Regions from separate parts of the Drosophila melanogaster genome. Here region 1 is linked to region 2. Evidence: chromatin contacts called from public Hi-C data. All regions are on one chromosome and are shown on one strand. The core of a region is the stretch at or near the end of the contact, and the rest is flanking DNA. Distances in the headings are between cores, read along the strand shown.

The links. A called contact is a pair of places that touch in the nucleus more often than the background predicts.
Region 1: a Hi-C map of the Kc167 cell line shows a contact between it and region 2, with 2.7 times the contacts expected there. The contact joins the enhancer-like site here to the promoter of Atf3 in region 2. A contact is called at or near these places in 5 of 107 Hi-C or Micro-C datasets (the Kc167 cell line, the S2 cell line, embryo and 1 more).

Annotation. Positions count from the first base shown.
Region 1 is chrX:2,651,129-2,655,166 of dm6, reverse strand. The region is part of intron 4 of sgg (shaggy); the gene reads right to left. Among named protein-coding and RNA genes, the nearest start is that of sgg, 19 kb to the right of the region's middle. Within about 2 kb of position 2,501, at least 32 of the 39 cell types and tissues checked have an H3K27ac peak or open chromatin away from gene starts, as enhancers often do. A contact at or near this core is called in the Kc167 cell line, the S2 cell line, embryo and 1 more, where this site is marked.
Region 2 is chrX:1,272,726-1,276,840 of dm6, reverse strand. Atf3 (Activating transcription factor 3) reads left to right here and starts at 1,557. Exons shown (of 5, transcript NM_138988.4): 1 at 1,557-2,415.

The sequences.
Region 1 (4,038 bases), core at 1,252-3,751, 1.4 Mb before region 2:
TCACCAATTACCACCACCACCCACACCTTTATAGTCCCAAATGGCAGCAAGAACAACCAAAAACTGGTAAAAACCGAAACAACAAGCTCAACGTCCAAACTGGCTTCTCAAAATGCGATAATTTGTGGTAATAATAATACCTTGATTCTCGTCGTCTAGAACACATGTAAATATATATATTTTATATATATTCAGAAATCCTTCTATGTAAACGGAATGCATGTATAATGAAAACAATCAATATTTGTTGATTAGGCATCGGCGTATGCGTTTGCTCGTATCATTAGAACGGCAATTATATGATAATTGTTTAACCCACTTATATGACAACAAAGTGATAAAATGGAAACGAGGAAACTTGGAGAACAAAGTTTTTCGCTCTGACTTCGAAACGATGACTTTAAATATATACATTAAGAGCAATCCATTATCAATTGATTAGTAATTTCAGCTGAAAATCAATAATTGCAGCAAGAGATAACGGCCAAACAATGGAAACAAAAAAAAAAAAATAAATTGAACTCAAGGCGAGGAAATATAAAGAGAGCACTACTCACAAAGAACCCTGATGCAAACAAGAGCTAACAATTCTAGTATTCGATTCCATTCCAGAAAAGCTATATAGTAGATATAAGCTCTAAAAAAATGAGGAGCCCATATTATGTTGCTAGACTACCAAACAGTTTCAGAGAGCCACTCCACTCCATGAAACTATGACCAATCAAATAATAACGCTATTCGTGTCACTCATCCACTTAAAAACCCACTCCCTTCTACTTGAAATTCACTTTCGGTCCTTAGTCGTGCACTCAATACGATACGAACCAACAAAACCAAAGACCAACCAGGTGGGATGGTGGGTGGCTGGCCTGAATGTCAAGTTGTCGCCAAACCAAAGCACCGATTCTGGAGTGGCTTTGCTTCTGTTCTGGTGGGCGGGCGGAAGCAGGAGGAACTCGACTTATGCCAAAACCACACGTGCATGTCGCAATTCATGGCCCAATCTTATCAGCAAATAAAAAGTAGCAACAACAACGCTTCAGGCAAATTGCCTAATTAATCAAAAATAATATAAAACGCTTAGCCAAAAGTGAACTTTGGTCATGTGTGTGTTGTGCTAAGTACGTTTCCCTGTTAATTGGGAACGGGAAACAGAGTGAAATGGGACTGGGGGTTATTTATATTGAAGCACCTCGGATCATGTATCGCCTATCTATATGGCCCGTCGTTTTTAAGTATGCATATAGAACATATAGGAGTACATGATCGTGTACGAGAGTATATGAACTGGGAAAGTAGATTAACTTGCGATGATAAGCGGCAATCCACTCTAAAAACCTCACACCATACATATGTATATGCGAACGTATGCCAATCCCCAAAACCCCCTCGAAAAAAAACCCCTTCTTGTTGCCAAGTTCTTTGTTTTCGTTTTTACTGCACTTGATTATCATAATTACATGACAAAACAACAACAATGTTGGGTTGTTGCTTAATGTAAACAAATAAACAAGGCAGCGACGAGAAGAAGCATTTTCCACATTGATAAGAAATTACAAAATATTTTTGTTTATTTTTTGGAATTTATGGGAAAGTCACGACGACTGCGATTGTAAAAATAAAACGAAACACAATATGCATAAAAAACAAAAAACACAGTGAGTCAACTCATAAAGCGAAAGAGTGTTTGAATGTATTATGTTATGTTGCTTAACACAGTGATTTTTGTCGAAACAATTCTACTACTTCAAGTGGCCACTTAAATTGACATTGGCTTAGTCACTGCCCATTTTTACCCATTCAAAGACGACCGAAGGAAAAAAACCAAGACAAATTCAACGAGCGCTGACTAAATGTGGAGTTCCAAGTACTTGGGTTGTCCCCCAAATGCAAAAACTCGAGCCAAGAAACCTGAGAAACAAAACAAAGAAGAAAAAATATGCAAAAGTAAGCCAGCGAACTGCCTTCAACCCAGACTTTTAAAGACCCTTATAGCTATTAGTCAAGTAAAACAATAACAAAAAAAAAAAAAAAAAAAAAACTTATAACTTAATAATAATATTTGCAAGCCATCAATGAATTGCATCAGCCAATTCAATAAGCACGATCGTTAGGATAGTGAACTCAAAAATTCAGGTCACCATGAAATTTAGATTTTCGTCATTTTTCTCCCATTTTTCCCACAAAAATTACGCACAGTTTATCACAGAGAAAAGCGCTTGCACCGCATAAAGTTTACCAAAATGTTGGTTTATTTATAGACAATCTCTCCACTTTTTTTTGTTTTTATTTTTTGGCTCACACCCCCGCCCCCCTCGTTGAATAAGTGAACCATGTGTCATCCAACAGCAAAACAAAAAAAAAACAAAAGGCACACACACACAAAACCACAAAATATAAAAGAAAAATCGAATCATTAATGAGCTGAAAAAGCCGACAAATGCTCTCATGAGAAAAGGAACGACAGCTGCTCTCCCTCTCACGCAGTTGCAACCATCTCACTCCCACAGTCTAGCCCCTCTCGCTCCCACTTCAGCCCCACAATGACGCAATGCGTGGCAGCATTTACGTCAGGCGAATGCTGAAGTTTCTGCTTCTTTCTCGCCGCTTCCCCTGTTTCTTGATGAAACGCCTTTGTGTTGTTTTTGTTTTTGTTTCTGTTGCTTGTTTCTCGTTATGTTTCATTTTCATTGTGCTTCCCCGCATTATTGTTTAAAATCGAAAGCACAGAAGTTAGCCACATAACCCCTTACAAAGTTCGCCGACACACCGACTTCATGCGCTATGTACGTTTATGCAGTAAGGTTTCATGATTTCGTAAAAGCGCGAACTTAAATTGAAACAAAATGCGAGTATAGTGCATTGCATGAACGCAGTACTAGAGTAGAAAAGCAAGAAAACCAAATCAATATTATTCTGGGTATAGTAAATAAACTTTACCAAGATTCCACTCAAGTAGTTTTTTACACATCGTATCTGTTAGGTGGCGCAGACACTTGATGACTTGATGACACCAGACGGCAGGCGAGCCCAAAACTCTATATGGCGTGCGATAAGATTTCCCCACAGACAGACAAAATCCAACAGCGACAGCAAGACCCACTTTTCGCCCAAGGTGCTAGTGCACTGGAAGATCGATGCCAAGCAACTTGGGTCAAGTTGCGTCAGATTCGGTTCAGACCAGATGCCACCGGACCACCAGACCCACAAAAGTCTGGTCGAAATTTACTGCGAGTTACAAACGACATCGCAAATACTCGTAGACGACACTCGGGGGCGTTTGGGGAAGCACGTGATAAGTGATAAGCGGATTTTTTGATGGATTCACGCTAAGTGCTAGTCCCAATACTGTATGTTTATATTTGTCGTAGGTAAATTGCAAGGCGGAAAATGAATTCGGCGCATAAATAACGAAGTGCTAATTGCAAATCTCGACCCAGTGGAAAATTTGTGTGTCTTTCTTTTCTCTTTTTAATCGATAATTGGGAGTCGTGGAATAAAAGACTTCACCTCGAAGCCATTAAATTTCCATCCAATAATTCATCTAGTACTTCCCATCTCATGCCGTCTCTTTCTCGTCGAGCATGGGCCGCTAATTAAATTTGCACGCAAGCGAGCTGGAAGGAAAAGGACGGCGCTACGAGTACTAGAGATGTGCTAATTGTGCACGCTAATTGCGCCAAAAGATTCGCAACGAAACGCAGAAAATACGTTTGTGTCTGTCTGTCGGTCTATATATGCACACATATGTGAATCAAGAAGAGGAGGAACGTTTCGTGTTCCGTTTCACATTGTTGTGCAGCAGACTGGAAAGTTTTGGCGAGCGGCGAAAAATCTCAGTGTAATCGGTGGTTGAGGAGGGGAGGGGAGGGGGGGGGGGGCAGCCGATTTAGTTGGTCATGCGATAATTTCGTTAGACGCCACGCGCCGCTGATTAAACGTCCTTTTCTCCCCATTACCTGCCCACACAATTTGCATTAAAAATAGACAAAAGGCAAGTGATAATATTTGGCGTCTATTTTTGGATGCAAAACGTTC
Region 2 (4,115 bases), core at 308-2,807:
CTCAAAGCTGTTGTGGCTATTGCTATTGCTTTTGCTATTGTTGCTTTTGGCTTTATTGGAGCCCGCTGGCCAATCGGCGAGCAGGTGACGAGATCGTCGGCGAATGGGGTCCGCGTATGATGCGAGTCAGGCTCTATTTTTAGAACACACTGTACATTCAGGGGGCCGAAGGCGGACGAGTCCACACGAAGCGCCACGAAGCTTTCGCTTTTCGCCGCTCTTTCGGCGGTCGCGTGGAAACGTGAGTGGGACAAACAAAGTGAGTGAGGAACGGAACGGAATGACATGAAACATAAACACAGCCGGTTGGCAGTGCCCTCTCTCTCACCATCGGACTCTCTCTTTTCCTCTCTCTCTCTCTCTCTCGCCAGCAGCTTGAGCATTTGTTATTGTTTTCGTGTGCTATTGTAGCCGGCGTTTTTTGCCGGTGCTTAAATCTCAATCGGACATTTCCATTGCAAAGGCGATTGGATATTAAGAAATGGCCTTACACCTTCTTGCAACCCCTTCCACTTCTTCCTTTTGGCCAAGTTGAGCTAGTCACGTCTGTCTTTTGCCACCTTTTCATGCACCGTTAGCTGATAACCGATAGCCGATAACGGATAACGGTGGCTTCCTTATCACAGTCCATGAGCTGTGGACTTTTATGCAACAATTACATACGAGTATGTTAACAAATGTGTGGCTATAGGCCTCCTTAAATTTATTTCGATCGTGTAAGCCAAGCTCAGTTTTCAGATCGTGCAACTCAGTCGGTTGCGCATGCCTTCTAAGCTCCAAAGAGAGTGAGCGAAGGACTGAACATAAGCATTTTCAAGGTCACGGCGCCGCTGTCGACGTCGCTGCATTTGAAATGCTAGTGTGCATGAGTGTGCACAGCGATTCCGATTCCAAACGTTCCGCAAGTGACAGTGAAATGGGTGGCGTGGGAGGTGGTTAGTGTTTAGTGGCTGGTCGGTCACAAGATTCCCTGCTCAATGCGCCGGCTCAAAGGCAAAATGTACCATTTGATAAGTAGTCGTTGCTTCGCAAATTTCCCCACCTACCCAAATTCTTCTGCCTTCTTGGCCGAAGCTTTGTGGCTTTTGCTTTCGGCTCTGCTTCCAGACAAAAGCCGACTAGTGTAGAGCAGCCAAACACTCGCACTCGCACACATACGCGTTCAATTTTCGGATATCTACGCTACTGTTCCGTTTCCACTTCCAAAAGTCAGTTGCGTCCGATAATGAGGGGTTTTACATTTAGTACACTTGCTGTGGAATCTATGAACGCTGGGCGGATGTCGGTGTCCAATCCAAATGTATCTTGCAGATGTAAGGGATAACTCATCTTAACTGTATAATTGTTGAGTAATATTTCATCGTAGTTGCAATGTGTACATATATCAGTTTATATCGTGGCCATACCCCCTTGAGCATTCACCATGTGGATGTAACAACGCCCCTGGGCAATGTTTGTGGTGCGTTTGTTTATTTGTTTGCCGCAGCCCGTTGCCAATCGTTCCGCCGGTCCGTCGGGCCGTCAAAACGGCGCGTCGGTCGGTTGGCAGTGCTTCGCGTCAACCGGACTCGAACGCAACGCCGCCACAGCGAGCCGACGCTCCACCAACCCACCCTTTTCCGCTCCACCCCGTTTCACAGGCACAGCCACATCCACATCCACTGACACTGGCACTGCCGTTCTTATTAGATTTTATGGCGGCTCCGACTTAGAACACAAACAACAAGCACAAGCACAGCACATCGACGGTCGGTCGGTCGGCCGCGCCTTTGGCCGTTTCAGTTGCCATCCGTTTCTTCGTTCTCGCGCCGTTAGAATCGCACTGTGGCGCAGTCGCTCCTCTGCCGACGTCGCTGCCGCTGGCTGACTTATTGGCTTTAAGCGAATTTGAACGTCGCTCGAACTTTTATTCAACGTGTTGGATTCATCGTGTGAGCAACTCTGAATCGCTACAAATGCGCAGCGGAAACTAAAAACTGAAATACACAAACCAAAAACACAAATCGAAAATACAAAATCCCCCTTAAAAATACAAACTAAGCCCCCCAAAAAAAATCCGCGATACGCAAGTGTTAAATGCGATATTGAAGAAAAACGTACATAGTAATACATATAATTAATATCGCCTTAAAATCTAAGAGATTTAATAATATTTTTTTGAAGTGTTGAACCCATTAAGTGCTTTAAACGACAACAACAACAACAACTACCAAAATGCCTTGCAAAAGCATCACGCTTTAGTGGTACAAAACCAAGTGTTACAAGTCCCCCCACCCTTTTCGCAAAGACCCCATTCAAAACTGATAGCAAGGGAGGCCCAAACAGGTGTCCGCCTGCCGAAAGGCCAACGAAACGCACCAGCGACAATCAGATGGGCAGAACTGCTCTTGGAGCGAGAGAGAGATTTTCCAGCAGGTGAGACACTGAACCCTAAATTATCCACCTCGACCCTGCCCCAAGTACGTGACTTTCCTCACACATTTGCGCACACTATCGCAAACTGACCGCAAGCAAACAAGGTCTTCGATCCCCCAAACGATATTGCCATCTCTCGTGACTAGAAAAGTTTCCCCGATTGAGGGAACAGTGACCAAAGGTCCCTTGCTGGTCAGGGTGGAGTTCGCGAAGACGTAACACCCATTGAAATCCCCACGAACCTGAATACATTCGTCGGGAATACTCAACTCAAGTACCCACATATCGTTTTGGATTTCGCATTTCACCGATTCATTGGCTCTATTGATAATGAAAGTAAATACGAGCGAGGTATTCGTTGCGCGTAGAATCATTCATTTCTTAATAACCACACTAAAAGACAACTCATTGATTGAACTCCGAAGATGTTAGTTTGTAATGAATGATAGATAGCACAGACATGAGTTTTTATTTCCCATTTTAGTAGACCAGATAAGGCGTGGGTAAAGTGTGAAACATATTCAATCAAATATCCAAATGCTAAATACAAAATGTGCAAGCAATTTCACCGAAGAAGGCACACAGGCACTGGGGCTAACAGGTGTTTTCCCTCTTTCATCCGTTCGCTGGCTTTTATTAATCAGCTGCTGTGCTGCAGGCGCACACAGATTCGCACACGTGCACAGGCAGTCGCAGATAGCCAAATGCTATAGATACAGATACAGCCATCGCCAATTGGATTTATGGACAATTTGGCGAAATATTTTGCCGCCCTCCCTTGCATGATGCATTCATTAATAAATGTTTTTTTTTATGTTCAACCCCGGCCATTACTGCCCCACCCTGCCAAGTGGTGTACTGGCGGACTAGTCGCCACCCCTTTGGAATTCTGGCCTCGCAATCCGAAGGACTTATCCCAAATCGTGTTGCCAGTTGCGCATTTTATCGCCAGCAAATTTATGCCATAGAATTGCGGAATATGCCACACCCCAGTCTGGGGCAACCCCCTCGTTGGATATGGGGGGTTGTGCCAAAGGACTGCCCCATGTACAGTGCGTACAATGTGCACGCTCTGTGCCACAGAGTCACAGAGCCACGGAGCGAGTGCCAGTGAATGAGCGATGAATGATGCCCATTGTTGGCAGTTCGCTACAACAGCCGACAGTCGAAGACGCAGTAGATACAGTAACTGTCAAAGGGGGAGGAGGAACTGGCTGGGAGGGGTCTAATGTTCCAAAAAAGAAAAAAAAAATGAAAGAAAAACAGAACCAAGATGTTTGGGACATGTGTGATCACTGAAAAAAAATCAATGGGCCTTGTATTATTATTGTTAATTGTATTCATCTTGTATTCACTTCATACAATGATGAAATAAGTTATTAGGCATTTTGTTTTTTAATTAAACACATTTAGAGCTAAAAGAATGCACAGTTTTCTTCTGGCCCTTGAGCCATTTTTCCGAGTGTCTGAGATCCACTTCTGTTCACAAAAGAGAGACAGCTGGAAAGACAGTCGGCTAACGCCCAAATGGCGTTTTAAGCACATAGTGCGCATTAATGAACCCCGGACTGAAGCTGGAAGTCTGGGAGTTGGGCTTAGTTTATGGCCTTGCCAGCCAACGAAACGGAGCCGCCGAGCAGCCAACCATATAGCATATACATATGTACCATCCATGCCATCCCAATCCCAATTTTCAGCTA